Regions from separate parts of the Sus scrofa genome. Here regions 2 and 3 are each linked to region 1. Evidence: chromatin contacts called from public HiChIP or PLAC-seq data. All regions are on one chromosome and are shown on one strand. The core of a region is the stretch at or near the end of the contact, and the rest is flanking DNA. Distances in the headings are between cores, read along the strand shown. Region 1 holds the start of RAP2B (RAP2B, member of RAS oncogene family). Region 2 has its middle 100 kb from the start of RAP2B. Region 3 has its middle 94 kb from the start of RAP2B.

Region 1 (2,728 bases), core at 154-2,653:
CTGATAAGATCTTGGCAGTAGCCAATGGGAGAGCATTTGAGGGTGTGAGATTTGCGCCCCGGGACCAATGGGTCCAGAGTCTGGGAGAGGTAATTTGAGCTAGAGTGTGGGTGTGTGGTGCACAAGCTTCCTACTTCCAAGCCCCCAAACCTGCTCTGTGCACTGAGCATGCCCTGACTAGCTGCGGGCGCCACCGCCGCTTTGGATAGGACTGTAATCCGCTCTCCAGATTTTGGCCCCAGCTGACTGGGGCGGGGGAGGGGGCGAGTGGGGGGGCGGGGTGGCCCGCGGAACCCTAGCCCGAAGACAGCTCTGGTTAGTAGAGGCAGCCCTTTCCCTAGTCGCAACAGGGTTTCAGACCCAGCATTCCCGTTTTCTTTGTCCCAGAGATGAAAGTGCGGGAGAGTAGGCCAGAGAAGGTCGGGTAGAAAGAGCTGCGCCTTGGGTAGGGGAAGATGGTCTTCCCGCCAAACACCCAAACGTCCTTTGGGTCTCAATCCCGGGAGACACACCCTCCGGGGGTCTGGGAAGTGGGATCTACGGGCTCTGAATGATGCGAGGCAAGAGCCCAATCCTCCCTATTCCCAGGGAGGAGTGAGGGGGTGGCTGCCGCACCCACTCGCTTCTCGAAGAGCCTGAGCCCCTATGTATGAACCCAGAGCGGCGAAAGAAGGCTGCCTCCAACCTCCCACTGGAGCTCTCCCAGCCCGCCACAAACACCTACACATCCCGGCACATTTGTCCTCTTGCTGGGAGACCAGAGCCTCCGGCGAATCCGCTAGTCCCGACTCAAATCGCGAGCCCCACCCACAACCCCGCCTCCGCCCGGCTCCCTGGAAAACCAGGAGCAGCGGATCCGGCGGGAGCGGCCGGCGGCGGCGCACTGGGCATGCTCGTCCGGGCGGGGAGGGCCGGGCTGCGCGCGGCGAGTAGGAAGCCCTCGCCCCGCGGAGGCTGAGGAAGAGAGCTCCATGGGCCGCGGCGGTGGGCGCACGCTCTGCGGGGACTCATGCCACGCGCGTCCCGGCCCGACGCGCAATTAGCTGCCGCCTCCGCAGCCCGCTACCTCCGCCGCCTCCTCGCCCTTCTGGGCTGCCGCGACGAGAAGCTGCAGCCTTCGCTTTGCACAGGCTGCCGGCATTGTCCTCCGGTTCCGCCGCCCAGGCTGCCGCTGCCGCTGCCGCCGCGGGCTGCTGCGGGGCCCCGGACCTGCGCCCCAGGGACGCGCTGCCGCTGCCGGCCGGCCCGGCGCCCGGCCCCCGCTCGGTGATTTCCGCGCTCTGCGCTCCTCGGCCATTTCGCTCCTGAGTTTTTCCTGCGGAGCTGAGGAAGGGTAGAAGTCCAGCCGCCAAGCCCAGCCTTACTACGGCGCGCAGCCCCGACGGGCGAGCGCCGACGGAGCCATGAGAGAGTACAAAGTGGTGGTGCTAGGCTCGGGCGGCGTGGGCAAGTCCGCGCTCACCGTGCAGTTCGTGACCGGCTCCTTCATCGAGAAGTACGACCCCACCATCGAGGACTTCTACCGCAAGGAGATCGAGGTGGACTCGTCGCCGTCCGTGCTGGAGATCCTGGACACGGCCGGCACGGAGCAGTTCGCGTCCATGCGGGACCTGTACATCAAGAACGGCCAGGGTTTCATCCTCGTCTACAGCCTCGTTAACCAGCAGAGCTTCCAGGACATCAAGCCTATGCGGGACCAGATCATCCGCGTAAAGCGGTACGAGAGAGTGCCCATGATCCTGGTGGGCAACAAGGTGGACTTGGAGGGCGAGCGCGAGGTCTCTTACGGCGAGGGCAAGGCCCTGGCCGAGGAGTGGAGCTGCCCCTTCATGGAGACATCGGCCAAAAACAAAGCCTCGGTGGACGAGCTGTTTGCCGAGATCGTGCGGCAGATGAACTACGCGGCGCAGCCCAACGGAGACGAGGGCTGCTGCTCGGCCTGCGTGATCCTCTGAGGCGCCCGCGGCTGCCGCGCGCCGGCCGAGCTCTGCGCACAAAAGCCAAACGCACCCGACTCTAAATGTGATTTCTCTTCTTGCTTTGAGATTGGAGACGACTTTGCATCGGCCGGGGTGTCCCGGGAGCCCGGCTGGCCCCCGTGGCCATGTCCCCTGCCTCTGCCCCGTGTCCGAGGGGGTGTGCCGTTCTGACCATCCGAGACCCGATGGAAATGTGGCTCTTTGCGGCATGTACGTTTCTCATTGATTTTGGTTGACGCGTTATTTCCCCATTGACGCAGCCGTTGGGGCGCTGTATTGGCAGCTTGACACCGGCAAGCGAAAGTTTCAGCCTGGAGAAAAAAAAAAAAAAAAAAATGGGGTGGGGGAGGAAGAGGACGGGGAGAAGGTTGGAAAGGGGGAGTTTTTTGTTTTTGTTTTTCTGTCCAAAACCGTTTTTCTCGTTCCAAGTTTTAAATACTCGGAAGGAAGTCCGGGAGAACCAAATGAAGGAGCAGGAGGAGAGGAAAAAACTTTTGTTTTTTTTCCTCGTTTTCCAGGAGTAGCTGGAAATTAAGATCGGGTTCCTTTTCTGCCAGCTTGGAAGGGCAACCCCGTGACTGATTATGATTCTGAGGATGTCTATGCAAAGTTGGATTCTTGTTACAGTGTATCCAATCTGAAGTATTGCACATCTGAACTGGGACTGTTAACACTGATGCCAATACAGTGTGGGGTGCCAGAATGTGTCTGCTGATATTTGTGGAAAAAAAAAATCTATTTTTGTTTAC
Region 2 (2,728 bases), core at 119-2,618, 100 kb before region 1:
TGGACACAGGATAATTGCAGCAACATCAGGCATAACAATTTCAGAAACCACTGTCAAGAGGCAGCAAAGGGAACATTTCTCTTTCATGATTCTTTTTATCGGGATAAGAAACTTTTCTAGAAGACTTTTTCTCCGTCTCATAAATGGGTTACCATGTCCAACCCTAAAACCAATTCCTTGGTCCCAGGCAATGGTATTGAAATGACAAGCTTAGGCAATTATGAAAGAGGGATGGAGGATATCAGGATATAGAAAAACCATCAAAAATAAAAAACCCTAAAAAACAAACAAACATAAACCACTCATGTCTAACATGTTATTATGGACTTGAAAGCCAAAAAATGTTGAGTGAGCTATGTAACTATATAAACCTCTGAGCTTCAGATTTTTTAACCCATCCAACTGCCTTCTTTGTGAGTGCTACATAAATTAATATATGACACCTAGCTCATCAGAAACATATATTCATTTCCTCCCTTCCCTGCAAATGTGCAAAATAAAAATAAATAAATTAGCAGATAAAGCTAAATAATACAATTTTTAGAGTTTGAATAGCCTAGACTTTCTGATATTCCATTTCAAACTCTGCAAAAATCTCCTAACATGACTTTGAGGAATCTACAACAATTACAATGCTTTAGTGTAAAGAATTATAATTTTGTTATTTAAAATCACTTATGGAGTTCCTGTCGTGGCTCAGTGGTCAACAAAGCCTACTAGCATCCTTGAGGGCGTGGGTTCGATCCCTGGTCTTGATTAGTGGATTAAGGATTTGGCATTGCTATGGCTGTGGTGTAGGCCAGCAGCTACAGCTCTGATTCAACCCCTAGCCAGGGAACCTCCATATGCTGTGGATACGACCCTAAAAAGACAAAAAAAACAAAAAACAAAAAACACAATAGTTGCACCATCTGTTCAAAAAGTGTAGGTAAATGCAAAATATATGGAGAATAAGATACATAGTCTCTGAAATCCTGTAATTTTTGACACTATTTATTCATTTTGATTCAAACATATTTACATATAAGGTTTATATAGTATTCTAGATCTCATTCTGGATGGTGGAGATTGAGCAAAAACTGAGAGGCAAAGTTCTTGGCTTCTCCAAATTACCTACAGATTTTTGCTTATACCAGTGAGTACCAATTTCATTAATAAGTTTCAAATTAATGCCTTGCCCCTGAAATTTAACTATTTCATTACACTAATTTTTCCTATGTAGGAAATACCAAAATAAAACAAAATTCTAACTCTTTTAGTTGCCTTCCTCTGTTTCATCATTAGATGGCGCCCAAATAATCTAGTTCCCTCTGACTGGAGAAAAAGTGCAGCTAAAACAGGAACTCTTCACTGTGGAAAAGGGACAAGGTTTCTGCTGTCCAGTTTCTACTTTATTTTTCTGTTATTTGGGCAAAGATGCACATACGTTTTTCATTATCACTTGGCATTCACAGTAAATTTTAAAAATAGTCTTTTTAGGTCCACTACAATTTTGTGAAGCCCTTTCCTTCACAGTAAGTCATTTCTACTCCTTTATCTTATACAACAGCAGTTATTTATTTTGCCCTTTTCATCTTCTGATACACACACTGCTCTGTTTCTTTAGAAATACTTGAGTGACTCTCTTCTCTTGAGAATTATAGAGTTACTGGACATCATTCCTGTATTCCCTGCTTAATATTCTGCCACAACTTGCTCTCAAAGCGTATCCTAAAAAATTCCCCACTGCTTCTGCCTTCCAGCTATTACAGAGTTTTCACAACATTTATATCTCCTTTAGGTGTTTATACCATGATAAAATCTAGGGAACCAAAATATTTGTGTTTGGTCTCATGAAAAAAAGATGTATTATTTCCCAAGCCCTGTCTAGGGAAGGGGTGGGGGGTGGGGAGGACACTGGAAAGATAAATTAATTTGGCTGTGAATCAAATTCCATCCAAAGAATGATAAAACCCTTTTTTTCTCCTCTGTATTCTGTACTAAAACTTGGGTATACTCCTCTGCCCAAATAATCAGTCAAGGAGTAACTGACCAGTGATTTATTTTTGTAGGTATAATTTTGAAATATATGTGCATTTATTTATTTGTGTGCATGCATGTGCATTCACACATACACACACACACCCCCTTCTGTCATCTCCACACAATGTCACAGCCACTTAACTACAGGAACAGAGCTGTTCATGGGATTTCACTTTACAGAATTTGAATCCCTGATCCATTTTCTGAATTGGTTGTTTTTTTCCCTAAGGATTATACCCTGAGTGGAAAGTTCACCATTTTCCTCTTCTTTATGGACCATAATTAGCAGTGTTTTTCACAGGCAAAATCTTCCTTGGACCCAGATGTTGTTCTTCTTGCTCCTTCTAAATTGCATAGACCTGCACGCTTGGGGTGGAGGTAGAATTGCCATACTCATTTATTTTACAAACTCAATGTGCTTTTATTTATTTGTGTTATCCATAGCATATCCCAGAGACTGAGGAATCAGTGTACACTCAGGTTTTGAACTTGTTCATTTTGTTTCCTCACCTCTATTTACTGGAGAAGGTATTAGGTGATGAGGAAGGTGACTGCAATGTTCAATTAAGACGCACTGTTTAAAAAGGGAGATGTGAAGCTTTTCTATAGAGAATATGCACTGGATTCTGTTTCTTTACATCTTTCTCCCTAATCAGTTAGAGGGGAGGAAATGCTCATGATTACAAATTAGAAAATTCAGGATCAA
Region 3 (2,728 bases), core at 114-2,613, 94 kb after region 1:
TTTACAAAGAAACCAAGCTAATACATGTGTTGAATGGAACACTTCTATCATAATATGAATCTATTGCATAAGATGAGGTGAAAGATGTCCAATTTAGCTGGTAGAAATAAAGAGAAGTTAGGCTAATAAATTTAGAAAAACTGCCTAGCAGTCAGCTAGACTTTGTGAGAAGGGAGAGACAAAATAATAAACATGCAGAAAAGAATGATTTGCATTCTTTTCACCGTAAGTGTAGCTTAGAGGTAGTGGACTTTTGACCAGCTCTAGTTAAAACGTCAAAACTCTTTGGACATTCTCTATTTTGCTCAGCCAAGAGGATCTCTGCCTACTGGCAACTGCGTTAAATACAAATTATATAAATAAGACTGGGGCAAAGAAGAGAGGATTTCTTGGCACTTCTGACCTGTTGCTTTTGCTGCTGACTTTGGCTAGTATCACTGTTGGGTAAAAAAAAACTTAGGAGCATTTTATCCATATTCTCTTCTGCTCTGGCTTTGATATTTATGAGGAAGTCCTAGAATTCCAAAATCCAGGATTTGGCAAATGTTTAAAGCCACACTCCTTGTGCCTGCTGCTGTGATTGCTGATTTGTGTAGAGATATAACAGAGGTTGGGTCAAAGAAATCAACAAGAAACTGATTGTGGAAGGCCTTGAATGTAAGAGTAAGAATTACCCAAAGAAGTGTAAGTGTGTGCACATACAAGTCTATGTATTGCTTCAGATTGGAAAGGTTATATGCAAGATCATGATTTAATGATAATCACAGAAAAGCATGGATAGATGGACTAGAGAACAATAATCACATGAATTGGCAGGTGCATACCCCACCATCCTTCATCATAAGTTCATGTTCAGAATACTGTGTTGGGGGATTGAGACGGTGTAAAGTCAACAACAGTTTTTCCTGGCATGGTACTGACTGAGGGACATTACCTCTATTATAATAGCACCTGTATATTTAATATAGTATTAAAGTGCTTACCTGTAATAGAATTCAAAGTGACAAAGATGGAAAACTAAAAAGTCAGTACTTTCATTGTCAATATTGTATTTCCAAAAAGTAAGTGACAATAAGAAGTTTAAAATTAAATGGCAGAGAGTTAGTGCTACCAATTCTAGTATTTCTCCATTAGCAGAGCAGATTATTTAATACACATTTATGGCAGTCAATGTAATTTCATCATATCAACTACTGATATTTCATGTTTTGCTTCAGTTTATAGTAAAATCTGAGACTATGTGGAGAACCTGAGGGGAGAGGAAGTTTCACAGATAAGATAGTACAAAAGCCCTCGATCAGTTCTCAGCCTTGCCTGTGTCACTCTCAGATTGTAATCTCTTGGGTTCCTGACTTCCTGCCTCCATATTTGAAAGCTATGAATTAGCAGACTTTCTATTTGAGAAGCAGAGTAAGAGGACAGATGGGTGAACAGAAAGATAGAGGCTCTTAAGTAAGACATAGGATTTGATTTACTAGGAAATTGAAGGGAAGTAAGGTTTCATTTGCAGAATGCTAAGATAACGTCTGCAAAGTCATACTGTAGGCAGCAGGGGACGGCAGAGTGGATGATACAAGAGACAGAAGATAGAATGAGCGTGTGGATAAAGACTTCCAAATTGGGGAACCTAAATGTAATAGGTTGCAAGGTGAGAGAGCGGCAAAGATGTTAATAAGGTAAAAGAGAGGGAGTGTCATGAGATTATAGGAAGATGAAGTGCTAGTGAAATCAACCATTTAGGAGTTGCATCCTGAAAACTGAGTCACTTCAGGGACGACAGGAAAATATCATGTGATGATGACTCCACAGAAGGGTGACTAGCACCAGGAAGTGCAGTGACTTCGTTGTGTTTGGATAGGACTGGTGGTGGGAGAAGTCAGGAGCAGATGGCTGTAATGTGCTAACTTGCTTGGAGATCAGCAAAGAGGGAGAGGAAATAAGTTTTGAACTATAGAGATCAAAGCATTTTTTCTTTTCTTTGCAAAGGAGTTAAGCGAGTTTGAGGTATTTAGTTGTAAAAGATTTATTCAGATATAGACATAATATGGCATGTTTCCTACTCTGAGGAGAAATACGATTAATAGAAAGTAGCAAAATGAGATTATTCTCTTCATTTGAAAATTGAAAGGCTTAATTGTTTTTTTAATTTTTAAATTTTTTTTTTACTAAATTGTAGATGATTTACAATGTTGTGCCAATTTCTGCTATACAGCAAAGTGACTCAGTTATACATACGTATCCCAGAAGATTGGATATATTTCCCTGTAATATACAGTAGGACCTTGTTGTTTATCCATTCTAAATGTAAAGGAAAGGCTTAATTATGCTGTAAATATCAGGTGCTTAATAAGCCAAGAGAAGCACTTTCTCTAACAATTAAAAAGAAAGCATTATTTCCACTATATTTTAAAAGGTTTTAAAGATCTACTGTCGTTATTGACAATAAAATGAATGTGTTCAAAGTAATAGTTTATTGCTCCAAATTTAAATCATCAGCCTATTTCACCCTTAATGTAATTCGGTGTTCTGGTGTTTTAAATTAATAAATCATTTATAAAATTAATGTGCAAATAAACAAATGACACATAACTAAGCTATTTGTTAATGAGTAAAAACACCGAGTTTGTGGAACCTGCATCTTTGAATTATAAGTGTTTACTTTTCTCTTTAATATCTCTCTTTAAGTCAGGTTCATTGTCTCTTGTTATAGATGAATTTGTGAGCAGGA

Evidence for each region. HiChIP or PLAC-seq counts read pairs in DNA pulled down with a chosen protein or histone mark.
Region 2: a contact with region 1 is called in an H3K27ac HiChIP or PLAC-seq map of alveolar macrophages. The contact joins the enhancer-like site here to the promoter of RAP2B in region 1. A contact is called at or near these places in 1 of 5 promoter capture datasets (fetal skeletal muscle), 12 of 47 Hi-C or Micro-C datasets (adipocytes, brain, embryonic fibroblasts and 7 more) and 2 of 2 datasets of contacts at active chromatin or transcription factors (alveolar macrophages and skeletal muscle).
Region 3: an H3K27ac HiChIP or PLAC-seq map of alveolar macrophages shows a contact between it and region 1. The contact joins the enhancer-like site here to the promoter of RAP2B in region 1. A contact is called at or near these places in 1 of 5 promoter capture datasets (liver), 19 of 47 Hi-C or Micro-C datasets (alveolar macrophages, blood, brain and 10 more) and 1 of 2 datasets of contacts at active chromatin or transcription factors (alveolar macrophages).

Annotation. Positions count from the first base shown.
Region 1 is chr13:93,306,709-93,309,436 of Sscrofa11.1, forward strand. It overlaps RAP2B (RAP2B, member of RAS oncogene family), which reads left to right and starts at 1,404. Exons shown (of 1, transcript NM_001123185.1): 1 at 1,404-1,955. The coding sequence starts at 1,404. The coding sequence ends at 1,955.
Region 2 is chr13:93,204,598-93,207,325 of Sscrofa11.1, forward strand. No RefSeq gene overlaps it. Among named protein-coding and RNA genes, the nearest start is that of RAP2B, 100 kb to the right of the region's middle. Within about 2 kb of position 1,369, at least 2 of the 83 cell types and tissues checked have an H3K27ac peak or open chromatin away from gene starts, as enhancers often do.
Region 3 is chr13:93,400,663-93,403,390 of Sscrofa11.1, forward strand. No RefSeq gene overlaps it. Among named protein-coding and RNA genes, the nearest start is that of RAP2B, 94 kb to the left of the region's middle. Within about 2 kb of position 1,364, at least 18 of the 83 cell types and tissues checked have an H3K27ac peak or open chromatin away from gene starts, as enhancers often do. A contact at or near this core is called in alveolar macrophages and retroperitoneal adipose tissue, where this site is marked.